Linked DNA regions of Arachis hypogaea: region 1 is linked to region 2. Evidence: chromatin contacts called from public Hi-C data. All regions are on one chromosome and are shown on one strand. The core of a region is the stretch at or near the end of the contact, and the rest is flanking DNA. Distances in the headings are between cores, read along the strand shown.

The links. Hi-C and Micro-C count contacts between places; a contact is called where the count stands out from the background.
Region 1: a Hi-C map of leaf shows a contact between it and region 2, with 2.6 times the contacts expected there. The contact joins the enhancer-like site here to the promoter of LOC112716068 in region 2. A contact is called at or near these places in 2 of 8 Hi-C or Micro-C datasets (both in leaf).

What each region holds. Positions count from the first base shown.
Region 1 is chr10:97,841,379-97,847,727 of arahy.Tifrunner.gnm2.J5K5, forward strand. It overlaps LOC112717784, which reads left to right. Exons shown (of 8, transcript XM_025769727.1): 4 at 1-646; 5 at 1,011-1,401; 6 at 1,489-1,877; 7 at 2,146-2,226; 8 at 2,331-3,748. The coding sequence ends at 3,748. It also overlaps the pseudogene LOC112717785. Among protein-coding and RNA genes, the nearest start is that of LOC112717784, 4.7 kb to the left of the region's middle. Within about 2 kb of position 4,568, at least 2 of the 3 cell types and tissues checked have open chromatin away from gene starts, as enhancers often do.
Region 2 is chr10:97,692,510-97,698,656 of arahy.Tifrunner.gnm2.J5K5, forward strand. LOC112716068 (pentatricopeptide repeat-containing protein At3g09650, chloroplastic) reads left to right here and starts at 2,959. Exons shown (of 3, transcript XM_025767921.3): 1 at 2,959-3,083.

The DNA of each region.
Region 1 (6,349 bases), core at 3,318-5,817, 150 kb after region 2:
AATGTTTCTAATATTGAAAGGAAAAGTATCTCAACCTTGAAAGACATGTTAGATGCACACAACCCTCTCGCCAAGATGTTCTGTTATGCCAGGGATAGATTCAAGTTAGATAATGTTCCTGATGTTAGGCTTAAGTTGATTCGGAAAAGAGATACGGATGGAAGGAGATACAATCTGCCAACAGTATCTGAGGTTGCTGCATTGGTTGTCGGTGATGTTGATGACTCGATTATCGACAGAGATATCATCATTGAGTCAACTGCAAGACAACTAAAGAGAATTGATGTATTGCATCCTCAGTACCTTGCTTTACAGTATCCATTACTTTTCCCCTATGCAGAGGATGGTTATAGGAATGATATAGAGACATCTTTTCGGTACAACATCGATGGTTCTAAAAAGAGGACAAGGATAAGCATGAGAAAGTTCTTTAGTTATCGTGTTCAGATGAAAGGACAAGATTGCCATATGTTGTTACAATCACGTAGGCTTTTCCAACAATTCTTGGTTGATGCATACACAATGATAGAGGCTGAAAGGCTTAATTTTCTTAGATTCAGCCAATGCAAGTTAAGAGTTGAGAATTATAGAGTCCTACACGAATTATTTACTAGAGGTGAAGCTGATGCTGTTGTCACTGGCCAACGTATTATTCTTTTGAGTAGCTTTTCTGGAGGTTCTAAATACATGTTTAACAACTGTAAAGATGCATTTGCTATATGAAAGTATGCTGGCTACCCAAGCTACTTCATAACTATCACATGCAATCCCGAGTGGACTGAGATTAAAAGATTGCTACAAAGAACTGGTTTACAAGCACAAGATCGGCTAGATATGTATCTTGAGTGTTCAAGATAAAACTTAACAATCTGATGAGAGACCTAAAGAATGGTAAATACTTTGGTAAGATAAGTGGATGTAAGTATTGCATTACTTCTATACATTATATAATAATTATTAAGAATCATAACTTTATTATTGAAGTACTCATATTTGCTTCATGTAAACAGATGTTTGCACTATTGAGTTTCAAAAAAGAGGGCTACCACATGCTCATATTCTTTTATTCACACATCCATCTGCAAAGCCAAAATCACCCTCAGATATTGGTAGGCACATTTCTACTGAGATACCTGATAAGAGGTCTAGGCCTAAATTATATGCAGTAGTGGAGAAATTCATGGTTCATGGCCCTTGCGGGAAGTACAACAAGGATAGCCCATGCATGATTAATGGCAGATGCAGTAAATTCTTCCCTAAGCCATTACGTGTTAGGACCATTACTGATGAGGTTGGTTTTCCGAAGTACAAGAGGGTTGATAATGGTCGTACTACATCAAAGAGGAACGTGTTGCATGATAATTCATATATTGTTCCTTACAATCCATCTTTGTTATTAAAGTATGGTTGTCACATTAATGTCGAGCATACATGTTAAACTTCTTCCATTAAGTACTTATTCAAATATGTACACAAAGGAAATGATAGAGTCACTGCATCATTCTTCCAGACATCGGATGATGGTTGTGGAATGCAAGTTGTTGACAAAATACGTAATTACTATGATTGCAGCTACATATCTGCAAGTGAAGTAGCTTGGAGAATATTTGGTTATGATATTCAAGTGAAAGAACCTGCTATTATTAGACTTCCATTTCATCTACCAAATGAGCATTCGATTGTTTTTAGAGACAACGAAAGCATAGAAGATGTAATTGAACGTGCCAATGGGAAGCTGACTAAACTATTGGCATGGATGGCTGCTAACAAAAGATATGAAATTGGTAGGGCACTTACATATAGTGAGTTTCCGAATAAATTTGTATGGAAGAAGGATCATTCTATGTGGGTTCCAAGGAAGATAGGCTTCTCAATAGGTAGGCTAAGCCATATACCGCGTGGTAATGGTGAAAATTATTACTTAAGACTTCTACTTAACATCCAACGTGGTTGTACAAGCTTCAGAGACATACGTACAATGGAAGGGGTTTCATATAGTTCTTTTAAAGGCATATGCTATGCACTTGGTCTCCTCCATGACGATAGAGAATTCATTGATGCAATTCTAGAAGCTAGCACATGGGCTTCAGCTAAATACCTTCGTGGACTTTTTGTTGTTTTGTTAATCTCAAATACACTTTCTAGACCGTAATGTTTGGAAAATATGCTACAAACATTTTGCAGATGATATTTTGTTTGAAATGAGAAGGACACACTATAATCAAGGTAATACATGCAATATGTAGAATACTATATTTATCTTACATTAACAATTTAAGACATTATTTTTTCACAATATCTGTGTTCTTTTGTACTTTTTTTGGATGTAGAGTTGTGCTTAACAGATGAACAGATTCTGAACCTCACTCTCATAAAGGTTGAAGAACAGATGCAAACAAATGGCAGATCACTTAGAGATTTTAAAACCATGCCATACCTATGTGAAAATGATATTGATGGTTTAGATGATAGAATGATTATTGATGAGCTTAATTTTGACCATGGTATCTTACATTTACGATGCAATGAGTCAATACAGAAAATGACTGATGAACAATGCCATGCATTTGATGAGATTGTTAAGGCTGTTCAGTTAAATTTAGGTGGATTCTTCTTTCTATATGGATACGGTGGAACTGGTAAAATATTCCTGTATACAGCACTCTCAACTGTAATAAGAAGCAAGGGTGATATTGTGCTAAATGTTGCATCAAATGGTATTGCTGCTCTCTTACTACCTAATGGGTGCACTGCTCATTTGAGGTTTAGGATACCATTTAATATTAACGAGGACTCTGTTTGCAATATTAAACAAGGTTCATCATTAGCCCGTCTGATTTGCAAGGCAAAATTTATCATATGGGACAAGGCTCCAATGTTAAGTAAGTACTGTTACGAAGCTTTAGACAAGTCGCTGAAGGACGTCTTGAGGTTTGAAACTAACTACAATCAGGATGAACCTTTTGGTGGTAAGGTTGTGGTATTAGGTGGTGATTTTAGACAAATTCTACCCGTCATTCCTATGGGTTCACGTCAAGACATCATTCAAGCATCAATAACATCATATCTATGGAATCGATGCAAAGTATTGAAACTCACCAAGAACATGAGGCTTAATAGTGGGGTAAACTTACTACACCAGGTAGAAGTCGATGAATTTGCAAAATGGATTCTTTTGATTGGAGATGGTTTAACTGGTGACTCAACAGATGGTGAATCTGAGGTATTGATTCCAGATGAGTTAATCATACCTGATGAAGACAATTCTTTCGAAAGGTTGGTACGATTTGTTTATCCAAATTTTTTGTCTGGATGTAAAGAACCTGATTATTTCAAGGAACGTACCATCCTTGCACCTACGTTGGAAGTAGTGAACGAGGTAAACAACAACATGATGGAATCACTGCCAGGTGATGAAAGGATTTACTTGAGTTCTGATTCATTATATGTAGAGGAGAGTAACATGGAGGTTGAGTTGGATACATTTAGTATGGATGTTTTGAATGCAACAAATTGCTCAGGGATATCTCCACATAAATTAAAATTAAAACCTGGAGTACCTGTCATGCTTCTTAGAAATATTAACCAATCAAACGGTCTTTGCAATCGTACCAAGTTACAAGTCAGAAGGATAGGCAAGCATGTTATTGAGTGCATGGTTTTGACCAGGAATAGATCAGGTCAGGTTATATTGATACCTCGAATAAACATGGTTCTAAATAATGAGATTCTACCATTTAAATTTTAGCAAAGGCAATTCTTAATGATAGTTTCTTTTGCCATGACAATTAACAAGTCAAGAATAAACTCTTACCAGGGTTGGATTATTTTTACCAAAACCAGTTTTCACACATGGATAATTCTATGTTGCATTATCAAAAATTAAGTCAAAAAATGAAATTAGATTACTGATTCAGAATAAGACGGAGATGAACTCAAACTCTACCATTAATGTTGATTCAGAATAAGACGGAGATAAACTCAAACTCTACCATTAATGTTGTGTATCGCGAGGTGTTTAATAATCTTCATTCATAAAGGTTATGCTCTAAAAAATATCTTTTTAATTACACTATTTGTTTAATCCATTTTTTTATCAAACAACCAATAAAAAACTATGTTTAACTTCAGTTTTCTTAATTTATTGCCGTGCATCGCATGAGCTATTTCACTACTACTTATCTAAAATGATCAAAGATATTTCACAATATGCTTGTCCATTGAAATTTTCTTCTTCACCGGCTTGGAAAAAATAAACCTGCAACTCCAAAGAACAAGAAACCTTCAAATGAAAAAAAAAAACGGTGGTGGAAAGAAAGGCATGCGAGGAAGAGAGTTAACCAATTTAGCCTTTCAGACTTCTGAATGATGAGTGAGATGAGAGAGTGTCAATGTGCATCTGGAATCACGGACCACACAGCGCTCCTCGCATGCACGCCACGGAACATTCCAACAAATCGGTATTATTGATTTCCATCTGAACTCCCAGCCAAGATCTTCGATCCAACGGTTGCTGGCTATCCTATCTCCCTCTCTTTTCACGCGGGGCCTCTCTTTATCTCTTACCACGTGTCACTTCCCATCAAATCGTTACTCTCATCTTTCTAAGCTAATCCTAGCCGCTAGATTGTTGATCCAACACTTCCTGATTATTCTTCCTCTTCACTCAGATTGTTAGTAACGATTTCCTACAAATCGACGCTAACGTCAAGGCCTGGTCAGCCGTCGTCAGCCGCTTCGCTTCTTACAATGACAATGGCCCTGCCGAGGCTTTCCGTCTTTTCAAGGGCATCACCCGCCGCCTCCGAAAACTCTCCAGTGGCGACGTAGTCGCCGCAGCATCAATGCCTGACATCGCTGCATTCAATGCGGTGCTTAATTCCTATGCCAATTTGGGTGACTCTAACATGTTCTTGCAGGTATTCAATGAAATGCCTCAATACGACGTCGTTCCTGATGCATTCAGTTACAACATTTTGATGAAGCTGTGTTGTAGAACTGGTAGGAACCACTTGCTTGTTTATGTTTTGGAGAGGATTCTTCAATTAGGGATTTCATTTTGTGTCACAATTTTGCATTGCATTGTCGCCTCTTATGTTGATCTTGGCGATTTAGAAACTGCTGAGAGATTAGTTCTGGCAATGAGGGAAGGAAGAAGGGATCTTTCTAGGATAATAAGGGAAAGAGAACGAGAAATTGAGTTGAATTTAGAACAATTAAATGAGAGTGATGATAATGATGCCGACGTTGACGTTGAGAATGTTTTTGCCAAATTGCTTCCGAATTTCATGGAATCTAACGGTTGCAATGATTTGCCGTTGTTGCCAAAAGCTTATGCTCCAAATACTAGAATGTACACCACTCTGATGAAGGGTTATATGAAAGCTGGGAGGGTTACTGATATTGTGAGGATGCTAGAGGCAATGCGCCGGTAGCCTTCCTAATCATGTTTCTTATACCACCGTGGTTTCGGCACTTGTGAAGGCTGGTTACATGGATAGGGCACGACAAGTTCTTTCTGAAATGATGAGGATTGGCGTGGCAGTGAATCGAATAACATATAATGTTCTTCTTAAGGGTTATTGCAATCAATTTCAGATAGATAAAGCAAGAGAGTTGATTAAGGAGATGGTTGATGATGGAGGTATTCAGCCTGATCTGTTGTCCTATAACATACTGATTGAATGGGTGCATATTGGTTGATGACAGTGTTGGGGCTCTCGGCTCCTACAATGAAATGAGAACAAGAGGGATAGCTCCCATCAAGGATAGTTACACGACAATGATGAAAGCTTTCACATTCTTTGACCAGCCGAAGCTGGCTTACAAGGTCTTTGATGAAATGTTGAATGATCCTCGAGTGAAGGTGGATGTGATCACATGGATCATGTTTGTTGAAGGGTATTTCAGGTTGAGTTTGGTTGAAGAAAGCAAAGAAAGTAATTCAAAAGATGAAGGACGAGGGGTTCCACCCTGATGTGGGAACTTACGAAAGCTTTGCAAATGGAATCACATTGGCAAGAAGGCCAGGAGAAGCACTTTTGCTTTGGAATGAAGTGAAGGAGAGGTGGGAGATAGTAAAAAAAGGTTCAAAACATAATTCTTGTGTTCCTCCTTTTAAGCCAGATGAAGGGTTTTTAGATACCTTGGCTGATATATGTGTGAGGGCTGCATTCTTTAGAAAGGCTTTGGAGATTGTGGCTTGCATGAAAGAAATTGGTATATCCCCAAAAAAGACCAAGTTCACTAGAATCTATGTGGAGATGCATTCAAGAATGTTCACCAGCAAGCATACTTCAAGGGCAAGGCAAGACAGGAGAATAGAGAGGAAAAATCTGCTGAGGCCTTT
Region 2 (6,147 bases), core at 1,709-4,208:
TCTCTTTATTATTGCCATAATTTGGTAGATTTTCAATATGAATTGAATGTTTGATAGTTGAAATAGTGTTGAAAAAAAATATTGTTAATTTGGAGTTTAATTTATTTTTGTGTGTAAATATTATGTTAAAAGGTCTTGTTCATGCTTAAGTTGTGTTTGTTTGAAAAAAAATTTGTTCATAATTTTTTTAATTTGATTATCTTTTTTTATTAGATTTATTAGAATTTTTAGTTAATTTGGAGTTAAATTTGGCTTTAGGATGCTAAAATCTAGTTTAGAAAATCCATTTTGGAATTAGTTAAAAAAAAAACGAAACAGGGAGCTCGCATACGCGAGCATATGCTTCGCGAGGGAAGGGAATCAATGTGAAAATCAAGGTTTTAAAAACCAGATCAGTCATCGAACCGCTCTAGTCACTGATTTACTAGTTCAAACGGTTTAATCATGATCTAACCGAAAAAACTATTTTATAATAAAATAATAAATAAATACTCTAAAGCATAATTATAGTCTAATATGAACTTTAAAATATCTTCTAATTATAAAGTATTATATCAATTAAAATCTAATATAACCTTTGATTTCATAACTATTAACAATCTATTATTTATTAGTCATTATATCACTATTGAACTCAGTAAGATAGTCACAAAAATAAAAATAAAAATTCATTGAATTAACCAAACCAATAACAAATATTCGATCATCTACTCCACTATTTAATTGAGTTAATTCAATTCATCTATTACTTCATTGAATTAAAAACAATGAGCACAAAAGTACAACAATACAGTAAAATTCAGAGTAGAAAAGAACGAACACAATAACAGTGAGCAGAGCTAATCAATAATCATTTAAAGTGATTTCTGAACAAAATATTTATCTAGCAAATTTTATCTAGTGTCAATGAAGTCTTTGGCAAAAAAACCTAGATCTTGATCATCAATCATCTGTAGCAGGAAGCAAAAATAAATTCATGTCATTACCATAGTTTTGGACATCCAAATAAATTCTTATCACTAACAAAAGCATACCAATTTTTGATTTTGTAGGAAAGGGAACAAAAACCATTTCATTAGGCTCCTAAGAAGGGTAATTGACAAAATCATATAGTTTTTTTCCAATGTGGTGCACAAACACAAAAGTTTAAGTACTTAGAAAGCAGAGGTTATATATCACAAATATTTAATCAATAATCAATAAATTAAAATAATAAAATTACAACACAAAACAACAGCACAATAGAATCAGAGCTAATCAATAATCAAATAATCGCTCAACAAAAATTAAACACACAAGAAATATCTAAAAATAAATATCAAACATAAAAGTTTGTCATCAATCATCAAAATTTGTCAAAACTAAAAAGTGTACTAACATTTGTCTGTACTGATATAGGTTAGGCGGAGAGAGAGAGAGAGAGAGATATATATGAGCGAGGGAAACATAGAAAGGTCTATGGTTAGGCCGGAGGGAGCAACAAGGGGGGAGAGTATTGGGGCGGGATCTTCTAGTGTCAAGGAGGGTGTTGGGGTGGGATCAACTGGTGTCAAAGAGGGTGAAAACAAGGGCTTGAAAGTTTCTTTTCGAGATAAAGTTATAGGAGCTTCTAAACCTAAACCTCTATGCATGGATGGTGCACTTGTAGGAGATCGTTTGGCTACTGTGCAAGGCAAACAAGGCGATTCCAAACCTCCAAGTGTTACTTTCTCTGAGGAAGGACTCAAAGCGTTAGCAGAACCTTACTTGGGTTCTATTGTGATAAAAGTTCTTGGCAAGCCTCTTAGCTACTCAGCGATGGTCTTCAAACTCAAGCATGTGTGGAGGCTGCATGGAGGGTACGAAGTTATGGACGTGGGTTTTGGTTATTTCATGATCAAATGTGATTTGATTGAAGATAGAGAGAAAATTCTTTTGGGAGGACTGTGGATGATCCAAGGATATAACTTAGCAGTTAAACCATGGTCTCCGTCTTTTCATCCGAATGATGCTTCCTTTGGAACTACTTTAGTATGGATTCGCATTTCAGGCTTAAACATTCTTTTCTATCAAGAAGAAGCGATGCATCGTATAGCAGCAGCAATTGGTAACCCTATCAAAATTGATCTCGCCACTAAGGAAGCAGAGAGAGGAAGATTTACAAGGGCTTGTGTGGAGATAGACCTGGGGTTGCCTGTTGTCACAGAGGTATTGGTAAATGGTAGCACATATTGCGTTGAATATGAGAGTTTAGATTTAATCTGTGGTACTTATAGGTGTTACGGGCATGTACTAGCAGATTGCAAAACCAATAACAAAGCTCCAGCCTTCATATTAGCGACGAGCTCACCGAAAGAGACTCCTTCTCACCAAGCTCCCTTGGGTGCGGCATCCACTGCATCTTTGGAAAAGATAGGTAGTGGTGCGACGGTGGTTGATGCTCACAATCAATTGAAGATCCTATCACCGGCGGTGTACCAAGTCAAGCAAGTTTTTGAATTTGGAGCAATTAGCGGGAATGATCGTTTGGCTAAGGATAGTGCGGATTTTATGGAGAAGAATGTGCATGCAAATCATGTTCTTGATGAAGGAGTTAATATAAATAATGGATGGACTAAAGTGGGTAGAAAAGACAAGGCTATTCACGTTGTGGATGGGGGTATTAATAAAGGAAATGAATGGAATAAAGTAGTTAGGAAAAGTAAGGCTCCGGTGGGTCCACATTATTCTAATGGTTCAATTGGGCCTATGAATAATAAAACCCAAGCAATAAATAAAGGAGGATATGCAAACATAAAGAGAATAGGCTTTTCTTTGGGCCATAAGGAGACTAAGCTTGGTTCTAATAAGGTGAGGAAAGGGGTCAAGGCCAATAAGGCTGAGGTATTTGGCATCTCTGAAGCGTTTTCAGAAAAAGCTAAACAGAGCATTGTTTCTCATTCTCCTCTTATTGAAACGGCAAGAAAGAGACACAGACCAGCATCTTTGCAATCTTCCCCAGTGAACCAGAATGAAACAGATGCAACGGCGCGTGAAGAAGGGGTTAGTGTGGAAGGTGGACCTACGACAATGGCAAAAGCCGCAGTATGAAGTCGCAAGCTTGGGTACAATTTTTTTTTGTTGATTATGGATAGACTGAATATTTTGATGTGGAATATTAGGGGTGCCTCAAACAAATTGGCACGGGTTCACTGCAAGAAATTAGTTAATAAATTTCATCCATCTTTTTTTATTATTGTTGAAACTCACTCTTCTTTCAATAATTTGAAATCCTTTTGGGAGGGTCTTGGTTATAATATTGTAGGAATTGTTGAAGCTGCTGGGCATAAAGGGGGAATTTGGTTCCTCTCTTCAATTCCCAACTTAACTTGCCAGCTAATAAATAGCTTTGATCAATGCATTACCTTTGATTTTTATTTGGGTTCTTATAATTGGAGGTGTAGTGCAATTTATGCTAGCCCTCAGTTTGAGCATAGAATTCTTCTTTGGGAGTATCTTTCTAGTTTGGCAACTTCTTTTGAAGGCCCTTGGCTAGTTATGGGAGATTTTAATGAAATTCTCAAAGAAGATGAAGTTAATGGAGGTCATTTCTCCAGTCACAGAGCTGCTTTATTCTCCTCAACTTTGGATGATTGTGGGTTTTTTGATCTCCGAATGATAGGCAGAAATTTTACATGGTATAGAAGAGTTCATAATAATATAGATATCGCAAAGAAGCTGGATGGAGTGCTTATCAATAGCTCTTGGCTTTCTTTATTTCCCGAGGCTTATGCTGAAATCTTATGTCATCTTCACTCTGATCATTGTCCTATTTTATTAAGGTGCCATGGTATTTCTCAGCCAAAGGGAGATAGGCCATTCCGTTTCCAAGTTGCTTGAAGTACTCACCCTTCCTTCAAGCAAGTTGTACAAAATGCATGGAGTGGTAATAATCATAGTATCCCTACAAATTTAAATGCTGTTAAGCAAGGGTCCTTGGATTTTAATGCTAAGGTTTTTGATAATATTTTTACTAAGAAGAGGAATTTAGAGAATCAGATCAGCGCCATTCAAAAGAGGTTGGAGGTGACTGATGTTTTTTCATTAAGGATTAAAGAAAAGAAACTTAATGAAGATTATAACCGCATTTTACTTCAGGAGGAGTTGTTTTGGTTTCAAAAGTCAAAGGAACAATGGGTGCGGTTTGGTGACAAAAACACCAAGTTCTTCCACCTTCAAACGTTGATTTGCAGGAGATTTAATAAGATTAATAGGCTATTATTTTTTATGATTCCTGGTCTACAGATTCAGAAATTCTTCAATAAGAAGCCACCTCTTTCTTTAAGAATCTCTTTTGTTCTATAGAGGAGGTAGAAGTTGATTGCTTGGGAGACGTTATTTTGCCTTGCCTTAGTGCTGAAGCTTGTGAGACACTTACTGCTCCAGTGACTCTTGCTGAGGTTAAAGTAGCAGTGTTTAGCATGAACTCCTTTAAGGCTCCAGGTTTGAATGGCTTTCAGACTTATTTCTTTAAGGAGTATTGGGAAATTGTAGGAGTGGATATTTTGGCAACTTGTGAAGAGTGCTTTAAGGGGTAATCTTATTGATACAAGAATCATGGAGACTCTTATTGTGCTTATCCTAAAGGTAGATGTTCCTTCTTATTTCAAGGATTTTCGCCCTATTAGTCTATGTAATGTGGTCTATAAGGTCATCACAAAGGTTCTTGTTAATCGCCTTCGACCTTTTTTTGACAAAGATTATCGGTCCTCTTCAAGGTGGGTTTATCCCAGGGAGGGACGCCCCCGACAATATAATCATTGTTCAAGAGATTCTACACTTCATGAAACAGACCAAGTCCTGTAAAGGAACTCTTGCTTTCAAAATAGACTTGGAAAAAGCTTATGACAGGATTGATTGGCGGTTCCTAGAGCATACTTTGGGCAAGTTTGGTTTTTCTTCGTCTACTATCAAATTAATTATGACTTGTGTTCGAGTTTCCTCGTTGACTTTATTATGGAATGGAAATAGATTAGACAGTTTTGCTCCTAGAAGAGGCCTTCGGCAGGGAGACCCCATGTCTTCCTACCTTTTCGTTTTATGTATGGAGCGCCTAGCTAGGTACATTGCTAATCAGGTTGATTCGGGCATTTGGGATCCAGTGGCAGTGACTAGGGGTGGTCCTAGAATTTCTCATCTCATATTTACAGACGATCTTCTTCTGTTTTGTAAAGTGCAAAAATCTCAGGTAGAATGTGTTATGCATGCCCTCCAAAGCTTCTGTAGAGCATCGGGGATGAATATCAATTTGGACAAATCAAAGGCCCTGTGCTCTAAGAATGTCAATAATAGAAGGAAAGAGCTTTTTACTGGTGTCTCTTCTATCCGCTTTACCCAAGACTTAGGTAAATATCTTGAAGTTAATCTTCACCATGCTAGAGTTACTAGAGCCTCTTTTAATGGTATTGTGGATAAGATCAAAGGTAGGCTTGCTAACTGGAAGGGCAGACTTCTCAATAGAGCCGGCATGCTTTGTCTCATTAATTCAGTAGTGGCTTCCATTCCAACTTATCGAATGTAGGTATCTTTGTTTCCTTCTTCTGTATCTGATAAGATTACATTTATGATGCGGCTTTTTTCTATGAAAAGGAAAGGTTGATGGAAGGGGTTTAAGTCTGACTAATTGGAATACAGTTATAACCCCAAAGAAATTTGGTGGGCTTGGCATTAGAGATCTGGCTTGCGCTAATATTGCTCTGATAGGAAAGATAATTTGGTAGCTCTTTAACTGTTTGAAGAAACTTTGGGTCCAACTGATTTTTCATAAATACCTCAAAAAGTTTGATACTAGTCTCTTCATGCCTCCCAGAAATGCATCTCATGTATGGAGAAGTATTTGCAAGGCCTTTAATCTTCTAAGAGATGGTTTCACATGGAATATTGGTCCTCTTAACCAATCTTTTTGGTTTGGAAAATGGAGGATGGAAGGTCCTTTGGCCAAGGAAGTGCTGTATGTTCATATTTCTGGATTTGAGAGTAATATCAGTGATTTTTGGGAGGATGGACAGTGGAAGCTTAAGAGGTGCCACACTCCCTTACCTGACCTTGTTAAACAGAGTATTCTTTCGTATAATCCAGATTGTCAAATGGGTGAGGGGGCTAGTTGGAGGTGGTCAGCAACTCCTTCCA